Linked DNA regions of Danio rerio: region 2 is linked to region 1. The links are chromatin contacts, called in public Micro-C maps. All regions are on one chromosome and are shown on one strand. The core of a region is the stretch at or near the end of the contact, and the rest is flanking DNA. Distances in the headings are between cores, read along the strand shown. Region 1 overlaps pdlim4 (PDZ and LIM domain 4). Region 2 overlaps pdlim4 (PDZ and LIM domain 4).

Evidence for each region. Hi-C and Micro-C count contacts between places; a contact is called where the count stands out from the background.
Region 2: a Micro-C map of caudal fin shows a contact between it and region 1, with 2.0 times the contacts expected there. The contact joins two enhancer-like sites. A contact is called at or near these places in 2 of 18 Hi-C or Micro-C datasets (caudal fin and an unstated tissue).

What each region holds. Positions count from the first base shown.
Region 1 is chr21:47,484,289-47,489,289 of GRCz12tu, reverse strand. pdlim4 (PDZ and LIM domain 4) reads left to right here. Exons shown (of 7, transcript NM_001042696.2): 7 at 1,572-2,328. The coding sequence ends at 1,776. The region is part of intron 2 of LOC141379926 (a long non-coding RNA gene); the gene reads right to left. Among named protein-coding and RNA genes, the nearest start is that of dkc1, 36 kb to the right of the region's middle. Within about 2 kb of position 2,004, at least 6 of the 62 cell types and tissues checked have an H3K27ac peak or open chromatin away from gene starts, as enhancers often do.
Region 2 is chr21:47,522,898-47,527,898 of GRCz12tu, reverse strand. The region is part of intron 2 of pdlim4 (PDZ and LIM domain 4); the gene reads left to right. Among named protein-coding and RNA genes, the nearest start is that of pdlim4, 25 kb to the left of the region's middle. Within about 2 kb of position 2,953, at least 33 of the 62 cell types and tissues checked have an H3K27ac peak or open chromatin away from gene starts, as enhancers often do.

The DNA of each region.
Region 1 (5,001 bases), core at 755-3,254:
GTATGTAGGCTCGGGTCAGTTTGCCCTTGTAATCTAAAATCTTAATCTGAAAATGCACTGCCTGTTTAATTTCAGTTAAATTGTCAGATTAGGTCTATCTGAGGTGTAAGGTGTGTTATATGTAACCCTGTCAGTCTTACTGCACCCAATCCGCTCCAAGCTGGGATCGAACCGGCAACCTTCCGCATGGGACTCAGTTGCTCTAACAAGGAGGCTAAAGACCATGGCCTCTAGTGACTGTCGCAAGTGCACATATTAGAGGAGTGAGGTTTACCTGCACAGCACTTCACTAGCTGGCTTCCGTCAAACTCACCTCCTAAACCTTATTCCTATCCGGGTCACGGCACTAATGTAAACCCGCCGGTCCTACACCATCCAACCCGCTCCCTTCCGCATGGGGGTTGGTTGCTCTATCAAGAAGGCTAAAGACCATGGCCTCTAGCGTCTGTCGCTTGAGCACCTTTAGAGGTCAGAGGAGTGAGGTTTACCTGCACAGCACTTACTAGCTGGCCTCTGCTACACTCACCCCCCTAAACCTCACTTCCATTCCGGGTCACGGCACCAATGTGACAGTCTAGCCTGGGCTGTCTTTTGTACAATGTACAATGGAAACTATCCATAGAGAATAACCACTTCCACAGCAAAGCTTCGGTAACTCTGCTCTGTTTTATACATTTTTTTTCTTCTTTTTTATATACCAATGAATTATTTTTAATTTTGTGATCGTATAGTGTAAATTTCAACAGGTTGAATATGAAAAACATAACACACTTTGAATTTTATATGACAAATCACTGAATCACAATTCTCAATGTACAATCACTGAGTAACACAGAGCGATACAATTCAACTCCAAAAGTAAGGAAACTTCCCCACCTAGTGGAGACTTTTAGCAACTCGTTTTGAATGAGAAATAAAAAAAGAATTACAAACAATTAATGAATAACATTTAACACATACCTGTACAATGGAGACAGACAGCGCGTGCAAATAGTTGCTGGTTCGTAAAGAAAATGACCACTTCTATATGAAACACAAGACAAATTGATTACAATCAGGCCTCGTTATATAAACACGTTATAAACTCAAGATTGAGTAACACAGTCGACGCCAAACACAACTCAACAGTGTCCCAACATATTCATTGAAACATTTAGTCACATTAAAGCTAATATTTATGTGCTTTAAACACTTATTAATGGTCATTTTCCACATGCGACGCGCGACTTACCCACAGCAATGCTACGGTAACTCTGATGTGGGCGATCTCTACTCCACGCGCTTATTACACCACGCACACTCTAGAGGGCGCTGTCCCCACTTAGGCATTAATTTAACACACTTCTTTGCTCCGTTACAAATAACTTTTCCCAAACCCTGTTCCACATCTTTCTGAATGAAATGCCTACTTTACTACATCCAATCAGCTCGCAGTAGAAAAAACAAGCCACGCCCACTGTTTTCTCATTTAACATTCCGTTTCTCAAGGAACTGCAACACAATATGAAAATAAAGCACAGCTTCCGGCTCACGCAGACTCTAAAAGCCCTTTAATGTTTGTGTTGACACAGGGGAGTCATCGTGAAGGCCCGAGACAAGCTCTACCACCCCGACTGCTTCATGTGTGACGACTGCGGCCTCAACCTGAAGCAGAGAGGATATTTCTTCATCGATGACAATCTGTATTGTGAGACCCACGCCAAGGCCCGCGTCCAGCCTCCTGAGGGCTACGACGTAGTGGCCGTTTATCCCAACTCTAAAGTGGAACTGGTCTAAACACACACACACACACTTTCTAAAACACACCCACACACAGCTTTTCCTGGAGGACTCCGGCGAGGTGGAAATGAGAATAACAAACTGAAGCTTTTTTTTTCAGTCTCTGTAGTTTGTTAACCTGCAGTTTTCTAGGTCAGCAGCACATTTAGGACGGGTCCTTTCTAACATTCTTACACAGCAGAAGACATTTCGAGATGACAGAGTAGAAACACACTTCTGACAGGAACATCTGTTCACCTCGGTTATTTCTCTGCGGTGAACTGAGGTGCTCAGGACGGCCGCAGAAGAATGTGGAAAATGTGGAGACGGCATTCATTTACTCAGAGAGTTCAAGCCGGTGTGTTTATTCTGTTTGGTTTGTATTTTAGTAGATGATCTGGCTTTCATTATAACATCCAACTTTATATTTGTCGTAAAGAGTGTAAGAATGGAAAACTTGGCTTGATCAGATTTAAAGGGACAGTTCACCCTAAAATGAACAATCATCATTTACTCACCTTTTACTAGTTTCAAACCTTCAGAAGTTTCTTTATCCTGTAGAACGCAAAAGAAAATACTTTGAAAAATGCTGGAGAACTATTTCCATTGACTTCAATAGTGCTATGTCGATCAATGTTTCCAGCTGTCTTCAACATATTGTGTAGAACAGGCGTGACCAACCCGGTTCCTGGAGATAGACCTTCCTGCAGATTTCAGTTGCAACCCGTATTAAACACACCTGCCTGTAATTATCAAGTGCAGTTCAGGTCCTAAATAATGGATCAGGTTGGAGCTGAACTGTGCAGGAAGGTCGATCTCCAGGAACAGGGTTGAGCACCACTGGTGTAGAATAAGGAAACTCGAATAGGTTTTATAAAGCACTTGAGGGAAAGTAAAAAAGCGAGCAAATTGAATTTTGGGGTGAACTATCCCTTAAAACAGGAGATGTGCACGTACAGTTGAAGTCAGAATTTTTCGCCCCCCCCCGTTTATTTTTTTCTCCAATTTCTGTTTAACGGAGAGCAGATTTACACATTTCTAATCATAATAGTTTTAATAACTCATCTCTAATAATGAGATGAGTATTGAGTAATAATGAGTTAATAATCTTTATTTTATCTTTGTCATGATGACAGTAAATAATATTTGACTAGATATTCTTCAAGACACTTCTATACAGCTTAAAGTGACATTTAAAGGCTTAGCTAGGTTATTTAGGTTATCTAGGGTTATTAGGCAAGTTATTGTATAACGATGGTTTGTTCTGTAGACTAGTGGAAAAACATATAGTTTAAAGGGGCTAAAAATATTGACCTTAAAATGGTGTTTAAAAAATTCAAACTGCTTTTATTCTAGCCGAAATAAAACAAATCAGACTTTCTGCAGAAGAAAAAATATTATCAGACATACTGTGAAAATTTCCTTGCTCTGTTAAACATAATTTGGGAAATATTAGAAAAAATATTTTTAAAATAATAAAAAGGGGGCTAATAATTCTGACTTCAACTGCATGTGAATTTCGACACATAACTGCTTTCATAAATGTGTCAAAAATGTTTTCAAATGAAACGGTTTTCTCATTCACATGAACTTCTGCCATGCTGAAACAACGATTTAAAGAGGATCTTTGGTCAAACTTTACTTTAAAGTACAGTTCTTATTATTAATAAACCATGCACTAGGACTCTTGCATCAATAAACTCCTAATGTGCTGCTTATTTATATTTATAGGTACACTACTAGACAAAAGTCTTGTTCCCTGTCAAGTTTTAAAAACAACAAATAATAAGTTGACTTCTAGTTGATAATTTGGCATCAGAAGTGGCTTATATGAAAGGCAAAGGCCTCTTGATTACACTTATTTGAGCACAATAAAATATGATCATGCCTTGATTTTTAATTATGTAATTAGGACAGTAAGGTCTGATTTTGCTTAGACTAAAGTCTCATCACTGAACAGAAATAATGTCCAGTATAGAATATAAAGTCCTGCTGCAGTGGAGACAGAATGAATATTGTGTCTGACTCCATCATGAGCTTGGAGGACTGCATCCATACATCTCTGACATGACTCACATCACTGATTAATAAAGTCATCTGGAATGAAGAAGAAATCCGTGCAGGACTCCCAGAGTTCATCAAGATTCTTTGTCTTGTCCATCTTCCCCCAGACATGCTCAATAATGTTCATATCTGGTGACTGGGCTGGCCAATCCTGGAGCACCTTGACCTTCTTTGCTTTCAGGAACTTTGATGTGGAGGCTGAAGTATGAGCAGGAGCGCTATCCTGCTGGAGAATTGTCCCTCTCCTGTGGTTTGTAATGTAATGGGCAGCACAGATGTCTTGATACCTCAGGCTGTTGATGTTGATCATCCACTCTGTAGATCTCTCGCACGCCCCCATACTGAATGTAACCCCAAACCATGATTTTTCCTTCACCAAACTTGACTGATTTCTGTGAGAATCTTGGCTCCATGCTGGTTCCAGTAGGTCTTCTGTAGTATTTGTGATGATTGGGATGCAGATCAACAGATCATCCATCAGAAAAATCCACCTTCTGCCCCTTTTCCAATTGATCAACTAGAAGTCAAGTTATCATTTGCTGCTCATACAAATATGATCCACGACGAGACTATTGTCAGGTTAGTTGTATTTAGGTATTGTGTATGATTAGAGATGCAGAATATGTGCTTTATAAGTACTAATATACAGTGTTGGGAAAAATTACTTTAAAAGTAATACATTACAATCTTAAGCCTAGCTAAGACGAAAAAAATAAAAATGGTTTGCAAAAATAATGCAAAATGTGCAAAAATGACAATTACTTTCCTTAAAACGTAACAAAAATGGTTATTTTAGAAGAAAAAAAGGTGACTCAAGATTGTAATGTATTAGTTTTACTCTTCCTCAACTCTACTAATATAAACAGCCGGTATCTCCATATGCAGATAATAAGCCAGTGGTTAATAGTGAGAATCGTTACTTAAACTAAAGTGATATCAGTTTGTTTGTTTGTTTGTTTTGGTATTTAGTAAATTCAGCATGTTTACAGTTTGACAACTGAAAATATTTGCAGACATTTTTTTAGATTACCCTTAATTTCCTGTAAAGCCTGATGTTTGCGATGCTGAATCGTAACAGCATATTTACGTATATATATATATATATATATATATATATATATATATATATATATATATATATATATATATATATATATATATATATATGATTGAAACCAG
Region 2 (5,001 bases), core at 1,704-4,203, 38 kb before region 1:
CGCGTCGTGCCTAAGTGCATTTGCTATTTACATAGTGGACTTTGTAAGTGTTAAAACTGAACGCTTCACTAGCGAGAACAAGTTAAACAGAGCATCTGCAGCGCGAGAATGAGAGAATGAGCCTCCTCCATTCAGCCACTTTCTCTTTCACTCTCTTTCATGGATAAGGAAACGTGTTGTACGCACAGACATCCATTAGCCTAATTAATTTTGTTTGTAAAGCACAAAGACTTGTTTCAAAACTATTTCTACATTCAGTTAAATCCAAACACACATGCTGTGCCCAATATGGGCTAAAACCTGACAGGTGAGCAAATCTAAGCTTGTTTTTAATAAAACAATTATAAATATGCAGATAATAAATAATACTGCTACTAATAATAACATTATACAAAAGAAAATAATAATAATAATAAAATGAAAAAGCCCCCCGAGATGAAGAAGGCATGAAGGCAGTGCTTTTTATATTGATGTAGGAAATAATAATTTTTGTAGTATTTTATTCCTTTTGTTCTTTTGGTAACACTTCATAATAACTACACACTATAAATTATTTATTAAGCATCAGTAAAAAGTGAATTCATTATCTGTTAAGCATTAACTCTACATTAATAAACATTAGTATGCAGCTACAAATGCTGTATTCTTGACTTACAAACATATTTATTATGTGCTTAATAATTGTACTTTTATGCTTAGTTAATGATTTATTTTTCATTACTAAATTAAGTATCGCTTTAATTACAAACCATTTGTATTTAAGAGTATTTTAGGGTTTTTAGGATCATTCAGAAAGAGTTAATAAATGATTAATAAACTATTGAAATCAACATTTATATATCTTATTATTCAGGCATATATTCATGGTTACTATGTATGTTAATAAATGCTTTATTAACTCAACTTCATCTAGTTTGTGACCTAATCTAAAGTGAGGACTATTTATGCTTTATAAATCCCTTATAAATGACAAATAAAGGCTCAGTTAAATTCTAAACAGGAAAAATGACATTATTCATTCCTGTTCATTTAAAGATACACAAATGAAACTGTACTTCAAATGTAAAATAAATCTTTGCACGCTTATCTAAAATAAACTCACTGTAGAGCTTAAACATTGCATCTTATTATATTGTCAAATTATTATATTGTTGTTGTTGTTTTATCCAGTTTTATGTCGTATTTTGACACTCCTGTTATTCAGCAATGTTTAAACTTTACAGTCATTTAACTTTATAGAAAAGATTGCAAAGTCATTTATAAGGGATTTATAAAGCATTAATAGTCCTCACTTTAGATTAGGACACAAAACTGCATGAAGTTTAGTTAATAAAGCATTTATTAACATATTAGTTAACTATTAGTATATGCCTGAATAATACAATATATAAATGTTGATTTCAATAGTTTATTAATCATTTACTAACTCATTCTGAATTATCCTAAAAACCCTCAAATACTCTTAAATAACTGGTCTGTAAATAAAGCGTTACTTAATTTAGAAATGAAAAATAAATCATAAACTAAGTATGAAAGTACAATTATTAAACACATTATATAGGTGCTTATAAGTCAAGAATACAGCATTTGTAGCTGAAGTTATAAACTGCTTACTAACGTTTATTAATGTAGAGTTAATGAGTAGATACAGATAATGAATTCACTAGATGCTAAAGCTTAATAAAAGATTTATAGTGTGTAGTTATTATAAAGAGTTACCCAATGTTTAAGTGAGGTGCACAACTAAAGCGTTCTGCACTGGACTTTAGACCTGCTCTAAGCTGATCTATGGTACAGTCTATTTTAGATCCTCGAAATAGCAACGCACCAGCAATGCGCCTTAACACACCTCCTTTTTTAGACCAGACTGCTTATGGGCGCAAATGCATTTGCTATTTAAACGGCGTGCTGCAAAACGTCAAAACGACACTTGCGTCGAGCTGAAACTAGCAAACAACATTTGCGTTGTGCCTTGCTTCGGGTGTATGATAGGGCCCAAAGTCTCTCCAGCATGTCCTGGGTCTTCCCCGAGGCCTCCTCCCGGTAGGACATGCCTGGAACACCTCTCTAGGTAGGCGTCTAGGAGGCATGCAAAACAGATGCCCGAGCCAACTCAGCTGACTTCTCTCAATGTGGAAGAGCAGCGGCTCTACTCAAAGCTCCTCCCGGGTGTCAGAGCTCCTCACCCTATCTATAAGGGTGCGCCCTTTCCACCCTGTGAAGGAAACTCATTTCAGCCGCTTGTATCTGAGATCTTGGGGTCATGACCCAAAGTTAATAACCATAGATGAGAGTAGAAACAAAGATTGAACGGTAAATCGAGAGCTTTGCCTTTCAGCTCAGCTCCTTCTTTACCACAACGGACTGATACATCGACCGCATTACTGCTGCCGCTGCACCAATCCGCCTGTCAACCTCACGATCCATCCCTCACTCGTAAACACAACTCCAAGATACCTGAACTCCTCCACCTGGGGTCAGAGCTTTCCTCCAACCTGGAGATGGCAACCCATATTAAAATAATATATATAAAAATAAATCACTATCAGGATATGAGGTGACTTATTTCCTGATATAAGATGTGTGTCATACCATCCAGCCTTGCTTGTGGGGTGTAATATAAGCTGTCAATGGGATGCAGCAGAGATCGGGTTACTGGATATACCGGATGTGTTCCTGGTTGACCTCTTGAGTCAGCAATGGACAAAAAAAAACGATGTAACGTCACACAAACTCACCCTGGCACATCCTCAAGCCACCGGGAACGCAGCAAAACAGCTGCTGGGAATCTCTCCGTATTTCCCAAGCCTCCTTCTCCTTTCTCTTTAAGGAAAGTTGCGCTCTGGAAAAGCGCGTATGACAAAGATTTGTTTCCACAAGTCATGGAGCTGTCGGAAAGAGCCTGCTGGGCCAGCGACTTACAGCGCAGTGAGTCATAAGACCTGGGTCATGAAAGTGCAGGGGAGCGGAGAAAATAAAAAAGGGAGGAATTAAGGCGAAGAGAAAACAGGGCAGGACTGAGTGCTTAGTGGACAATGACGCATGAATGAAGAATTGTGCTGAGGATTTGAAAGCTTAGAGGAGGAAACAAAAAGAGGGAAGAGCTACGTTTACCATCTCTTGACAGCTGAAAAGCCAGCTTGAAAGAGACGCTGGGATGATGTCATTGAAGAGAGGTTTGCGCAGCACTTGCCAAACATCCTTTAAGAGTCTGAAGTCAAAATGTAGTTTAGAAAGGCAAACATGTCTGCCGTCAGAACAGATCCTGACCAAAATATCAGTACAGTGGTCCCTCGTTAAATGCGGGAGTTACAATAGGTGAAATCTGCAAAGTAGTCCGCTTTATTGTTTACAATTATTATAGATGTCTAACTGCTTTAAAACCCGTCACTACACACTCTATACACTTTTCTCTGACAGGCATTAACATTTTCACACTTTTCTCTTATTTCAACACTCTCAAAGTTCAAACCTTCATAGAAAAATAAGTCCAGTGTTATAGAATGAAACCGAAGACGCAAACAGCAAAAGGTTCATGTATGCTCGCCACAAACGTTGGCAGACTTGAGATGCAGAAAGGAGTTGACCGGGAGGATGGGGTTCGAGTCCAGTTTCAGAGAGCCGACAACAAACAAAAACAAAATACAAAAAAATTAAATAAACAAGTAAATAACATGGTCAAACGTGGTAAGATCTGAAAAAAAAGGCAGCCGCGGGGGCTTTTCTTTTTCTGGACTGCTTTTGAAAACACTATCGGTTGGGTTTAGAGAAGGTGGTGGGCTGGTCAATTGGTGCTTTTGAAAACACCATCGGTTGGGTTTAAAGAAGGTGGTGGGCTGGTCAATTGATGCTTTTGAAAACACCATCAATTGGGTTTAAAGAAGGTGGTGGGCTGGTCAATTGATGCTTTTGAAAACACTATCGGTTGGGTTTAGAGAAGGTGGTGGGCTGGTCAATTGATGCTTTTGAAAACACCATCAATTGGGTTTAAAGAAGGTGGTGGGCTGGTCAATTGATGCTTTTGAAAACACCATCAATTGGGTTTAGAGAAGGTGGTGGGCTGGTCAATTGATGCTTTTGAAAACACCATCAATTGGGTTTAGAGAAGGTGGTGGGCTGGTCAATTGATGCTTTTGAAAACACTATCGGTTGGGTTTAGAGAAGGTTGTGGGCTGGTCAATTGGTGCTTTAGAAAATACTATCGGTTGGGTTTAGAGAAGGTGGTGGGCTGGTCAATTGGTGCTTTAGAAAATACTATCGGTTGGGTTTAGAGAAGGTGGTGGGCTGGTCAATCACAGGAGGGCGAATGACTTTAACTGTATTAAAACGGATAATTTTGCCTTCTGTATGCCGCCACATCTCCCAGCCCTAAAGCATCCATCAGGCCAGAATTATTATAATTTTTTTGTATAATACACAATCAGAAAGTCTATCATGCGCAGCATTTCATTAAAAAAAAAACGAAAGAAACCTAGACAGTGCTTTTGATCCTTTTTTAATGAATGAATGAAGCCCGAAAACCTCAGATGCAAATATTATACATCTGTTTCGTGTTACTGGGGCACAGCAAATGCTCCTTGATCATACCGCAACATTTATGAAATATGACATGCCAAATTTTCAAAGCCTCTCCGAGCAGTTCATCGCTGTGTTTTCTGGACGCATCTGTGCATTAGTCACCTTCCTGAAAATGAAAATGCAACAAAGCCAAAGTAAATCTGCGACTATTACAAGTCAATTACTCATTCAGAAATCCCAACCGAAGGGAAAAAGTGATCGACGCAGGAACATTTTGTTTTCGAAACGGAGCTGCATGTCACTCATTCATGATGTATATTAATGGACTGGCCTGATTTTCTCTCTCTCTTTTCGTTTGCATGAATATATCATTGCATAAATCAGTTTTGAGCCTCTAATCTCACTCTTATCTCTAAACTTAAACCTAACCCTTCTACTCAAAAATATATACAGTGCAAAGAAAACTAACAGACTGACAAATGT